3 separate regions of the Danio rerio genome follow, and regions 1 and 3 are each linked to region 2. The links are chromatin contacts, called in public HiCAR-type maps. All regions are on one chromosome and are shown on one strand. Each heading gives the region's core, a stretch centred on a gene start, on an enhancer-like site or on the middle of the called end of the contact. The rest is flanking DNA. Distances are from core to core; before and after follow the strand shown. Region 1 has its middle 47 kb from the start of ntmt1. Region 2 overlaps ptpa (protein phosphatase 2 phosphatase activator). Region 3 has its middle 69 kb from the start of ntmt1.

Region 1 (3,531 bases), core at 487-2,986, 250 kb after region 2:
AGCTGAATGAACAACCAACTTATCCAGCACGTTTTTACGCAGCGAATGCCCTTCCAGCCGCAACCCATCTCTGGGAAATATACACACACACTCATTCACACACACTCATACACCACAGACAATTTAGCCTTCCCAATTCATCTGTACCACATGTGTTTGGACTGTGGGGGAAACCAGAGCACCCAGAAGAAACCCACGCAAAAGCAGGGAGAACATGCAAACTCCATACAGAAATGCCAACTGACCCAGCCGAGGCTCGAACAAGCAAACCCAGTGGCCTTCTTGCTGTGAGGCACTACTGCGCCACTGCATCGCCAGAACTATATTTAATAAAATAACAGTAATTTAATTTTGCAATAGCATTTCACAGTTTTACTGTATTGTTCATTTAATGCCGCCTTTGAGAGCAGAATAAGCTTATTATAAAACAGTAAATAATCTTATCTGACTCCAGCCTTTTGACTGGCAGTGTATATTATTACAATTTTTGTTCATTGGTATAAAGCACAGGTGTCAAACTGAGTTCCTGGAGGGCCGCAGCTCTGCACAGTTTAGTTCCGACCCTAATTAAACATGCATTATCAAACTAATTGAGTGTTTTAGACTTGTTTGATACCTTGTGTTGCAGCAGGGCTGGAACTAAACTCTGCAGAGGATTGAGGATCCAGGAATCCAGGAATTGATTTTGACACCCCTGGTATAAAAGAATAGTTCACCAAAAAAAATTTAATTCTCGAAATTACAAAATGAAAAACACTTAAAATTGTGACTTTGTATACAGTATGAAACCCTATTAACAGATTATATTTTATGCTCACCTGATACTAGATTGTAGCCATTATTATTGTAGCCATTTTTATGGATTTGAATGGAGCATTTTGTCCTTAAAGTACTAAATGTTTTGTACCTACAGTAGTGCAAAAACAAACATACAAAAGCATATGAAGGTAAAGTATTAAAGTTACAGTAAAAACACACTGTTGACCTTAACAGCCAAAATATTTCAGGTAAAATGTAAAAGATAAAAATGTCCTTTATAGGACACATAAGGGTTCATGTAATAATGAAAGCTACTTCTTTCAATGGTCTTATTGATTTCCTTTATATAAATTGTCCTGTTAGTTGTAAACAAGGTGAGAATCCACTCTAAGCATTTAAATTTGTGGATAACTGTTGTTTTCTTTCTTTGTTTTTCAAAACAATTTAGCTAATTCATAAAAAATGCATTCATTCACAGTATGAATATTGCTAGTTCTGACTTCAAGCATCTATAAAAAAACAATGTTTGTGTTTGTGTGCGTGTAGGAAACAGAGAAAATGAAGTATACATAGGGAAAGAGCGAGTGTGCAGAGTCTTGTGGACGTGCCATGCTGTGCTAAACTGTACTAACCTCTCAGTGGGTGGCTGCAGTGCTGGAGCTCAAACAGACATGAAAAGGATTTGGGGGGACAATAATTTAGCTTTTCCTCTGCTTCATATGGAACTCTCGCCTTCACTCTCTTCATAGGCATTTCAAAGCCTGGCCAGAAAGGCAGAATGAAGTATTGTTCAAGAAGACTATCCATTCAGTATTAAGCTCAAAATGTTTGCACCGACACTGCCAGCCCCCCCATGAGTACGTACGGTTTATTTTTGGTTGTGCCAATTCTTTGAAGGTTTGCCAGTCCTGCCAGAATTTAGCAGTGTTCCTACTCTTGAAATACTGAGTGAGTAGGAGTGGAAAGGGTGTGGTGCGGTCCATTCTTAGCAGTGTGCAGTACGCCTGGCTTTAGAAATATCATGACTATCATCATTAGAGGAAGGCTATTTTGTCACAGATGACGATTACGTAAAAGATGAACACAGGAAGATCAGCGCATATCCATAAATAAATCTTCCTCTGTCCAAGAAAGACATATCAGAAACTTTTAATGCAATTTGCATATCAAGTTTCTTGTCCAAGTTGAGTCTAAAATCATTATCTCACTTATTCCTTTTATACCGTAAAAAAGTCTTTATGTCAGATTCAGTTTCTATCTGTGGGCTGAGGAACATCTACATAGACAAGGTTAAACTGTTGAACCTAAATATATAGCCAATCACAGATTGTGGATTGTATTCACGTATCTTTTTGAACTATAGACCATCACTGAAAAAAATAAACAGTGTTGCAATCTCTGTGCATCCAAAAGTTATCTATAGAACATACAAGAAGAAATTTTCATACCACAACAAAAGGATTACAACAAAATTGGATAGCACTGACTTGCATTGTATCGGCAAAAACATTTTTCAAAATATCCTCCTTTCTTTTCGGCAGCAACATCATAAAAGGGAGAACTTCAATAGAGTGAGGGAGAAAGTAATGACAGGATATTGTGTATCTATTCAGACCTGTCGGAAGAAAAATGGCAGGTGGGCTGAAGGAAAATTCTTTTTCTGACAGTAGGTGGTGCTTATGAAAGAGCTGAAAATGGCCACTAAACAAAAAGAGCTGAGCAATGCTTTATTTAAGACTTCTGGTCAGTCAAACAAAATTGAAATGTTCTCAAACAGCTCTGAAGAATTTTGTAATTTCAGTGTTTACTGCCAAATACAAGACTACACAGAAAAGGGGCTGGTTCCTGTAAAAAAATAGCAGCAAATGAACATTGGTTCGTAAGTTTTGTTTTGGTATGTAATGAAAATATATTTCAACATCTTCAAGGGATTTATAGATTTATTTATTCTTAATGTAGACAATAAGAGTCCCATTGAGCAGCCTCTTCTTCCAGGGAGGCCTGATTTACCTTTTCGTATTTGATTAAGAGGACACGGAAGCATTTCTTTCATTCATTCATTCATTTTGTTTTCGGCTTAGTCCCTTTATTAATCAGGGGACAACGGAATGAACTTATCCAGCATATGTGTTACACAGCGGATGCACCTCCAGCTGCAAACCGGAACTGGGAAACACCCATACACTCTTGCATTCACATACACTCTGGCCAATTTAGCTCATTAAATTCATCATGTCTTTTGACTGTGGGGGAAAACCAGAGCAACCGGAGGAAACTCACGTGAACACGAGGAGAACATGCAAACTCCACAAAGAAATGCCAACTGACTCAGCCGGGGCTTGAACCAGCGACCTACTTGCTGTAAGGCCACAGCGCTACCCACTGCGCCATCTTGTTGCCTTAAAAGCATTTCATTGGATTGAAAACTACACTTGAATACTATTGCACTTGTGCAGGACCTAGGTTAGTGTGATTAGGTTAGTGTGATTTTATTTTAAGTAGGACATCTGTGCTGATCCTGGAACAGTATTACAATAAGCGAATCAGATTTAAGTAATAAGTTTACAGTTTAAGCAAAGTTTAAGCTTACATTTAGGGTTTTAAACTTCTACATAGTTGTTATTTAACACCCCCCTGATTATGGTAATAATTTACAATTAGAGTTTGGTTTAGGGGTAGCAATTAGGTATGGATTAGATTTTTTGGAATAAAAATGATGTTCCAGGATCAACATATCACATCCACCATCAGGGATGCAGAAATATCATAATG
Region 2 (3,564 bases), core at 993-3,492:
AGTCTATTCATCATCAAAACAATCATTTAGTTTTTAACTGGTTTAAAAAGATAGTTCATCCAAAAATGGAAATTCGGTCACTATTTACTCCATTGTCATGTGTTTTCAAACCTTTAAGTTTCTTTGTTCTGGTGAACACTAAAGAAATTATTTTGAAGACTGTTGGAAACCTGTAAGCTTTGACTTCCATAGTAGGTAAAACAAATGCTATAGAAGTCAATAGCTATTTTCCATCCAAAAATGCGAATTAACTTTCTGCTGAAAATAGGATTATCGCATAAAAGATGTGTGAATAAAGCAGCGTTTCCATCCAACCAGTGAAAGCGAAAAAAAATCATAATTTCCTGATTAACTAGCGCTAAATATCATCAGTAAAAACAGAATTTACTGTGGTAGGAGAAACTGCGTGAATCTTTTCTTCATTTAATATATGACTTGCGCCTCAGAAGGCAATCCTGACATGCAGTTAATGCATGTGGCGTATGAAGAAGCGGAGCACAGACGCTCTAGATTCTGGAGGTTATTCATAATGTAATAACACTGATACTTAAACAGTTAAGGCGTTTTAAAATGACCAAAGCAACATTTCAGATGTTTTACAATGAGCTCAGCCTGCTGGTTTATCCATATGCACACAATTTTATTATCAGATGACCTTTTTTAATGCACATACTGAAATTAGTTCGGGAAAAGTGTTTCCATCACAGTTTATGCACATATTTTCTCATTGGATAAAAACTTTATCCTACTCAGTTTATGTGCATATGTTTTTTATTCACATTTTTAAAATCTATGCACATCTTGCTATTTCCATCAACCGTTTTTTTATGCGCATGTCCAAAATCTGCATAAAAATAGGTGGATGGAAACGTAGCTAGTGGTTACAGGTTTCTAACTGTCTTTTAAATATTTTCTTCTGTATTTAACAGAAAAAAGTCTTTAATTTTATTTTTGGGTAAAGGAAGTAATGGAGTAATGTCTGCTGAAAAAAATGTGGTCATCACATTAATGCAATACATTTTAAAATATGAATTGTTATTTTAAAATTGAGATTCATTGTAATACTATTCAACAGTTATACTGTATTTTTGATCAAATAAATAAATTCTGATTGGAACAAGAGACATTGAAAAACATGTTAAAAAAAGACTCAAGCTTTTGCAAATGTATGCTTTCAATGTTACAAAAGTCATAAACTCTGTTTATTTTACAAACTAATATACTATCAATATAAACGTTTTGAATGTTCTTGTTTATTTATTCATTTTAATTTAAGTAGATCTGCCAAAAAGAGTAAAATCCGGTTTAACTACATAAATTTTTCTGCAACTACATGTATAGAGCCATTTAAAAACTGCTGCTAAATTGGTATTTTTGTTTATTTGTATTAGTATTTATTTTGCATATGAATTATAAAAAACATTTTTCTTTTCCTTTTTTTTTTTTTTTTTTTTTTTTTTACTTTTTACTGATCTTATGGTGAACACACAGAAATTGTATTTTATTATTTTTTTATTTTAGTACCTTTTAAAACAGTTTAACATAAAACATTTAATTTAAAGTAGCCTTCACACTCAGATCGATTTGCAAATATCTGTTGCTGAATAAATGTTGCTGATTGCACATTATGTCTTAAGTTTTCTATAATTTCCATAATCACCATGTGTATATATATATATATATATATATATATATATATATATATATATATATATATATATATATATATATATATATATATATATATATATATATATATATATATTTTTTTTTTTTTTTTTTTTTTTTTTTTCTTTCTCGTTAGATGAAAACAGGCCCTTTTGCCGAGCACTCAAATCAGCTTTGGAACATCAGCGCCGTTCCTTCATGGTCTAAAGTGAATCAGGGCCTCATCCGAATGTATAAAGCAGAAGTGAGTATCACAATATCATAAACACCAGCACATATCAGTGGCTTTTTGATAGTGTAATGTTAAACGACACCAACTTCTCCAATACAGTACATACATTTTTTAAAAACTAGTTCTATTAAAAAAGCTCAATTTCAAGCTTCCGCCTCCCACGGTCTGCATGTGACTTTAATAAATGCTTTACCATAAATTGCCAAGCCATAGCTTCTCAGTTGCTCTGCGAAGTTTTAAGCCTAGAGCTGAAAGAGTTAATCGAGCAGGCATGTGTGTTGAAGGGGAAGAACCGAGCGCCTCTCCCCCTCCTCCAAAAGCCCACATCCTGTGTTGTGGAGAAGCGTTGCTGTTCTCCCTCCCCCTGCAGAGTGAAGCTGAGGGGCCAGTCTGTCTGCAGATTCCCCTCCTCCTTCCCTGTCTGTCTTTCCCCACCCCCGTATATATCACACACACTCCTGCTCTCCGCCAGACAGACTCATGACTCTTTCTGATGGTGCTAAATGACTCTGCTTTGAGTATGAAAGCTCTGCATATGGAAAGTATATATAAATGAAGGGCTTTACCTCAGTATCAATGCACTTTTGTTATTGTGTGTGTGTGTGTGTGTGTGTGTGTGTGTGTGTGTGTGTGTGTGTGTGTGTGTGTGTGTAGTTTGAGGATATTATACAAGAGTTTTTCACAATCCTAGATTTTTTTTTTAGCAAGGATTAATTATAATGATCAAAAGTGGCTGCAAAGAACTTTGAAACTTTATAACAAATTCCTGTTTTAAATATTGTTCATGAAAAGTTCCTTGGAAAAGTTTTGGCTCAAATCTTAAGTATCACAACTCTTTTAAGGATCAAAAACATTAGAAATGTTTCTTAAGGAATAAATTAGCAAATCAGAATTATTTCAGAAAGATCACGTAACTGAGTAATCATGTAAAATGGAATTTTTGCCAGCACAGGAATACATTTTATTTTAAATTTTAAAAAAAAGTTTTTTTATTGTAATATTTTACATTGGCTATTCTAGTATTATTAATTGTATAAATATTTTCATTTTAATCTTAGTTTTAGTAATTGTGATTTGTCATTTTTATGTTTTTTTTTTCGTCTATACAATTTGAATTAACGTTATTGTAGTGTTATTTAATTATGTTAGTTTCATTTAGATCGGATGTCCAAACTACAATCCGCGGGCCAAAAAAGGCAAAAATCAGATGCATCTTGACTAGTGTAATGCGATATAAAGGTTCACTTTGACTCCGATCCAACGATTTTTTTTTTGAGACTCGAGCGAACAGTTTGTGCGACGTCACGCTTGATTTGAGTTGAATATGAAACACTTTTTAAAGAGATTTCATCTGAAATGGGTACGTCTGTACAGACATCTTTATGATCTGTCCATGCGTGATCATAGGGAAAACCAGATGACCGATAATTCTTGGCTAGAAATAGCAACAGCCACGGGAAAGGTAGAAAGTTTTTGTTAAAAAGTTTGGAAAAACCTGAGGGATACGTTTGTTAAAGCCCAAAAGAGGTCTTGTGAAAAGTGAAGACCCAGATACACAGTTAAAGAAAATGTTTTTCCATCATTTATAGGTTTACACTGTATATTACAATTTTGAATTTAAAAAAATTTAATAGTTACACAACTATAATTAGGAAACAAAATAT
Region 3 (3,656 bases), core at 72-2,571, 230 kb after region 2:
GGTGATGCCTGATTAATAAAGGGACTAAGCCAAAAAGAAAATGAATGAATGAATGTTACCTGATAAAACTGAAAAACAAAATAGATGAAAAACCCAAAATAGCAACAGGAAACATTGAAAATATTTTGACGACTTCATTTAGCCTAATTTCATTGGAAAAAAAAATGCTCTTTTGTAACAAATTTCATTGGGTGTAGTTTGTATCTTTGTTTTAATGTATTTTTTGTTGGTCAGTTATCTACAAAATAAACAAAAAGAATGAATAAACTTTAGATGAAGTTTAAATAATAGGTAGATGCAAATAATACCTTTTGGCCTTAAGAGAATTATTAATTAATTTTAAGTAGGCCTATTTTAACATAAAATAAAATATTTCTGACAATTTTCTTCATAACTTGAGTTATGAACTACAGTATCGCAATACTACTTGGTATAGTGATATTTCAGCTGGTATAGTATTGTAAATTAATGATATTTGGGATGCTCTGTCTTTTTAAGTAAACAAGGGTGCGTATATGTCACGCGCACACATGGAGGACAAAAGTAAGAGAGTGTGAGTGAGTGAGGGATTGTAGGAGAGTCTGATTAGGGAGCGATGGAACACTTGTGTCGCAGACTATGCTTGTCATTTCTGCCTGTTTGCGTCACATGACTAGACTGCTCATTAAGACCTGAAATAGATGGGCATGGTATCATCTGCTATATTTAGCCCAGTTTAAATGCTGACAAGTTACGGCAGGTCCTCCATTTAACTTTTGGAACTCTCTATACAGTTTGGCAAAGGCTGAATTGGACGGTGTTAAATTTGGATGGAAAAAAGAAAGTTTAGTCCAGGTTTAAAACATTCGCTTAAGTTGTCTATATTGTAACTCATTTTAAAAGGTCAATAAAACTAGCTAAAAAAATATCACAGAGTGGGATTTTATAGCATTGACCAGTTAAAGGCAGCGGAAAAATCAAAGAGTGTGAGCAATGGAGGGGAATGGAGTGAGAGAGAAAGATTAAAACAAAAGAGAAAAAAGAAGGGAGTGAAAAAGAGGAAAAATATTGGGTCCTGAAAAGTCCACCCACAGCTGCCTCTTAAAAAAAAAACTTCATTCTGCTTTTTCGGCCTGTGTATGTGCGTGTGTGTGTGTGCGTGCGTGTGTGTGTGTGTGTGTGGCTCTGTCGGCTTTGTCCCTCAAAGAGCTTTTTTTTCTTCCTTTGCTTTTTTTCCCCTCTCTCTTTTTTTCCTGGAGAGAGAGGCTGGCGCCAGCAGTCTGGAACAGGGCTGACAGGATTTGAATTATAGAAGCTGAACGGGAGGGGGGGTGGATGGAGGAGAGAGAAGGAGCAAGAAATAGGGAGAGCAGGCGAGCGGGGAGAAAGAGAGAGATTCGGTTGGTGTGTGTATGTGTGTGGGTGATTGAGTGTAGCAGAAAAAGGGCTGTTATTTCAAAAGCGACAGCCACACAGGCGAAGCGGGCGGAGGTGTCGGGTGGATGCTAAGCTAGCTATCTCGCTTTCTGGCCAGCATCAGAAATTAACAAAAATAAACTAAGCAGACAACTGTAGTTTTAATCGTGGACGAGTCCCAGTATGCTTAATATTATTGACATTTTGGGTTACTCAGTTTAGTTTAACTTAAGGTTATTTTCGATGGAGAATTTTGTACAGTTTTATGCACACACTTCCCACACAGATTTGATCAAGAACTTTTAAAGAGACAGTACACCAAAAAAATTTAATCTGTTATATTTACTCTGGGCAACGCAGTGGCACAGTAGGTATTGCTGTCGCCTCACAGCAAGAAGGTCTCTGGGTCGCTGGTTCGAGCCTCGGCTTGTTATACCTGCGTTTGTGTGGGTTTCCTCCGGATGCTCCGGTTGCCCCCACAGTCCAAAGACATGTGGTTCAGGTGAATTGGGTAGGCTAAATTATCCGTATCTGTATGAATGTGTGTGAATGTGTGTGTGCATGTTTCCCAGATATGGATTGCGGCTGGAAGGGCATGCGCTGCGTAAAATCGTGCTGGATAAGATGGCGGTTCATTCCGCTGTGGCGACCCTGGATGAATAAAGGGACTAAGCCGACAAGAAAATTAATAAATAAATATTATTTACTCACACTCACCATGACTCTCTCTTCTGTCTTGAAATAATAGAAGATATTTTGAAATTATATTATTATTATTATATTAAATTATATTTGATATTTTAATTATTTTACTAGTCATTTCTTTTCATGCTGTTACAATTACTCGGGATGTGAGTTGTTCAAAGTTTTTTTGTGGTAATCATTCAAATGTACAAATTAATAACTGTTTAACTCTTTGTAAATACTTTATGCAGAAGTCTCAACCCAAAATGTTTGGATCACAAATTTTGTATCCACTTTTGCTAATATGAGGACAGAAAAATGTGGCGCAAAGATTTGTTTGAAAACTATTTCTAAATTCAGTTCTAATTTCCAGCAAACGAGTAAATGAACAATAATAATGAAGTGTGTACAAAAAACTGAGTTATATCCAAATACACATGCTGTGCTACATATGGTCTAAAACCTGTCAGGTGGGCAAATCTAAGCTTGTTTAAAACAAATATAAATATGCATATAATAAATAATACTACTACTAATAATATTAAACAAAAGCTAATTGTCACAAATAAACTGAAAAAGCCCCCCGAGATGATGAAGGCATGAAAGTATGGTTTTTATATTTATGTAGGCTAGAAAATAATAATTTTTGTAATATTTTAATCCTTTATATTTATATCCTATATATATTCTTATTATATGATATATATATATATATATATATATATATATATATATATATATATATATATATATATCCTTAACATTTTAATTCTTTTACATATGTAAAGATATTTGCGTATTGCTGTACATCTTGTGTATATTAAGCAGTGTGTAAGCGAGACACACAACTAATCTGCTCTGCGCTGGACAATAGACCGGCTTTGTTCTGGTGTATAGAACAGACTATCATCCGCTTAAGTGTGACGCCACCCGAAACAGCTTCCGGGTCCAAGCGCTCTATCAAAGTGTATGGGGAGACTCGTAAAATGTTAATAATAAACATTTACAAAGCGCTGTAATACTTTCGATAATCACGATAGCAATATATATGTCCATGCCTAGTATCCGATAGCCAGAAAGTGATTCAGTTTTTTATAAATTGTAAAAATTTTGGTATTTGTGATGCAGCAAGTCCAGAGACTGTTGTGTACACTATGATTTTATGTAAAATTACCTTTAATGTGTGACTATATGTGAATGTGAATGAACAAACCAGCAGCAGACGCTTTGTAAAACATCTGAAATGTTGTTTTGGTCATTCTAAAATCCCAGTATTAGTGTTATTATATCATTAATTACCTCCAGAATTGTCCAGAGCGTCTATGCTCTGTGTCTCACGCCTTTAAATGCCAACACAAGTTCATTGCATGTCGTCATTTGTCTTCTGAGGTTCAAGTCATTTATTAAATAAGATTGACGCAGCTTCACCTACCACAGCAAACTCTGTTTTTATCTTTGATATTTGGCACCAGTTAATCAGGAAGTGATGATTTGTTTGAGGGACACGCTGCTTTATTCGCAAATCTTTTATGTAATATTCCAGTATTGTGCATAAAATTTGATCTGCATCCTTGGAT

Evidence for each region. HiCAR-type assays count read pairs that join an accessible place to other places.
Region 1: a contact with region 2 is called in a HiCAR-type map of caudal fin, with 5 times the contacts expected there. The contact joins two enhancer-like sites. A contact is called at or near these places in 1 of 18 Hi-C or Micro-C datasets (hematopoietic stem cells) and 1 of 4 datasets of contacts at active chromatin or transcription factors (caudal fin).
Region 3: a HiCAR-type map of caudal fin shows a contact between it and region 2, with 4 times the contacts expected there. The contact joins two enhancer-like sites. A contact is called at or near these places in 2 of 4 datasets of contacts at active chromatin or transcription factors (caudal fin and embryo).

What each region holds. Positions count from the first base shown.
Region 1 is chr5:33,170,041-33,173,571 of GRCz12tu, reverse strand. No RefSeq gene overlaps it. Among named protein-coding and RNA genes, the nearest start is that of ntmt1, 47 kb to the right of the region's middle. Within about 2 kb of position 1,736, at least 4 of the 62 cell types and tissues checked have an H3K27ac peak or open chromatin away from gene starts, as enhancers often do. A contact at or near this core is called in caudal fin, where this site is marked.
Region 2 is chr5:33,420,594-33,424,157 of GRCz12tu, reverse strand. It overlaps ptpa (protein phosphatase 2 phosphatase activator), which reads left to right. Exons shown (of 10, transcript NM_001003425.2): 9 at 1,805-1,912. Among named protein-coding and RNA genes, the nearest start is that of ier5l, 11 kb to the right of the region's middle. Within about 2 kb of position 2,242, at least 55 of the 62 cell types and tissues checked have an H3K27ac peak or open chromatin away from gene starts, as enhancers often do. A contact at or near this core is called in caudal fin, where this site is marked.
Region 3 is chr5:33,192,441-33,196,096 of GRCz12tu, reverse strand. No RefSeq gene overlaps it. Among named protein-coding and RNA genes, the nearest start is that of ntmt1, 69 kb to the right of the region's middle. Within about 2 kb of position 1,321, at least 49 of the 62 cell types and tissues checked have an H3K27ac peak or open chromatin away from gene starts, as enhancers often do. A contact at or near this core is called in caudal fin, where this site is marked.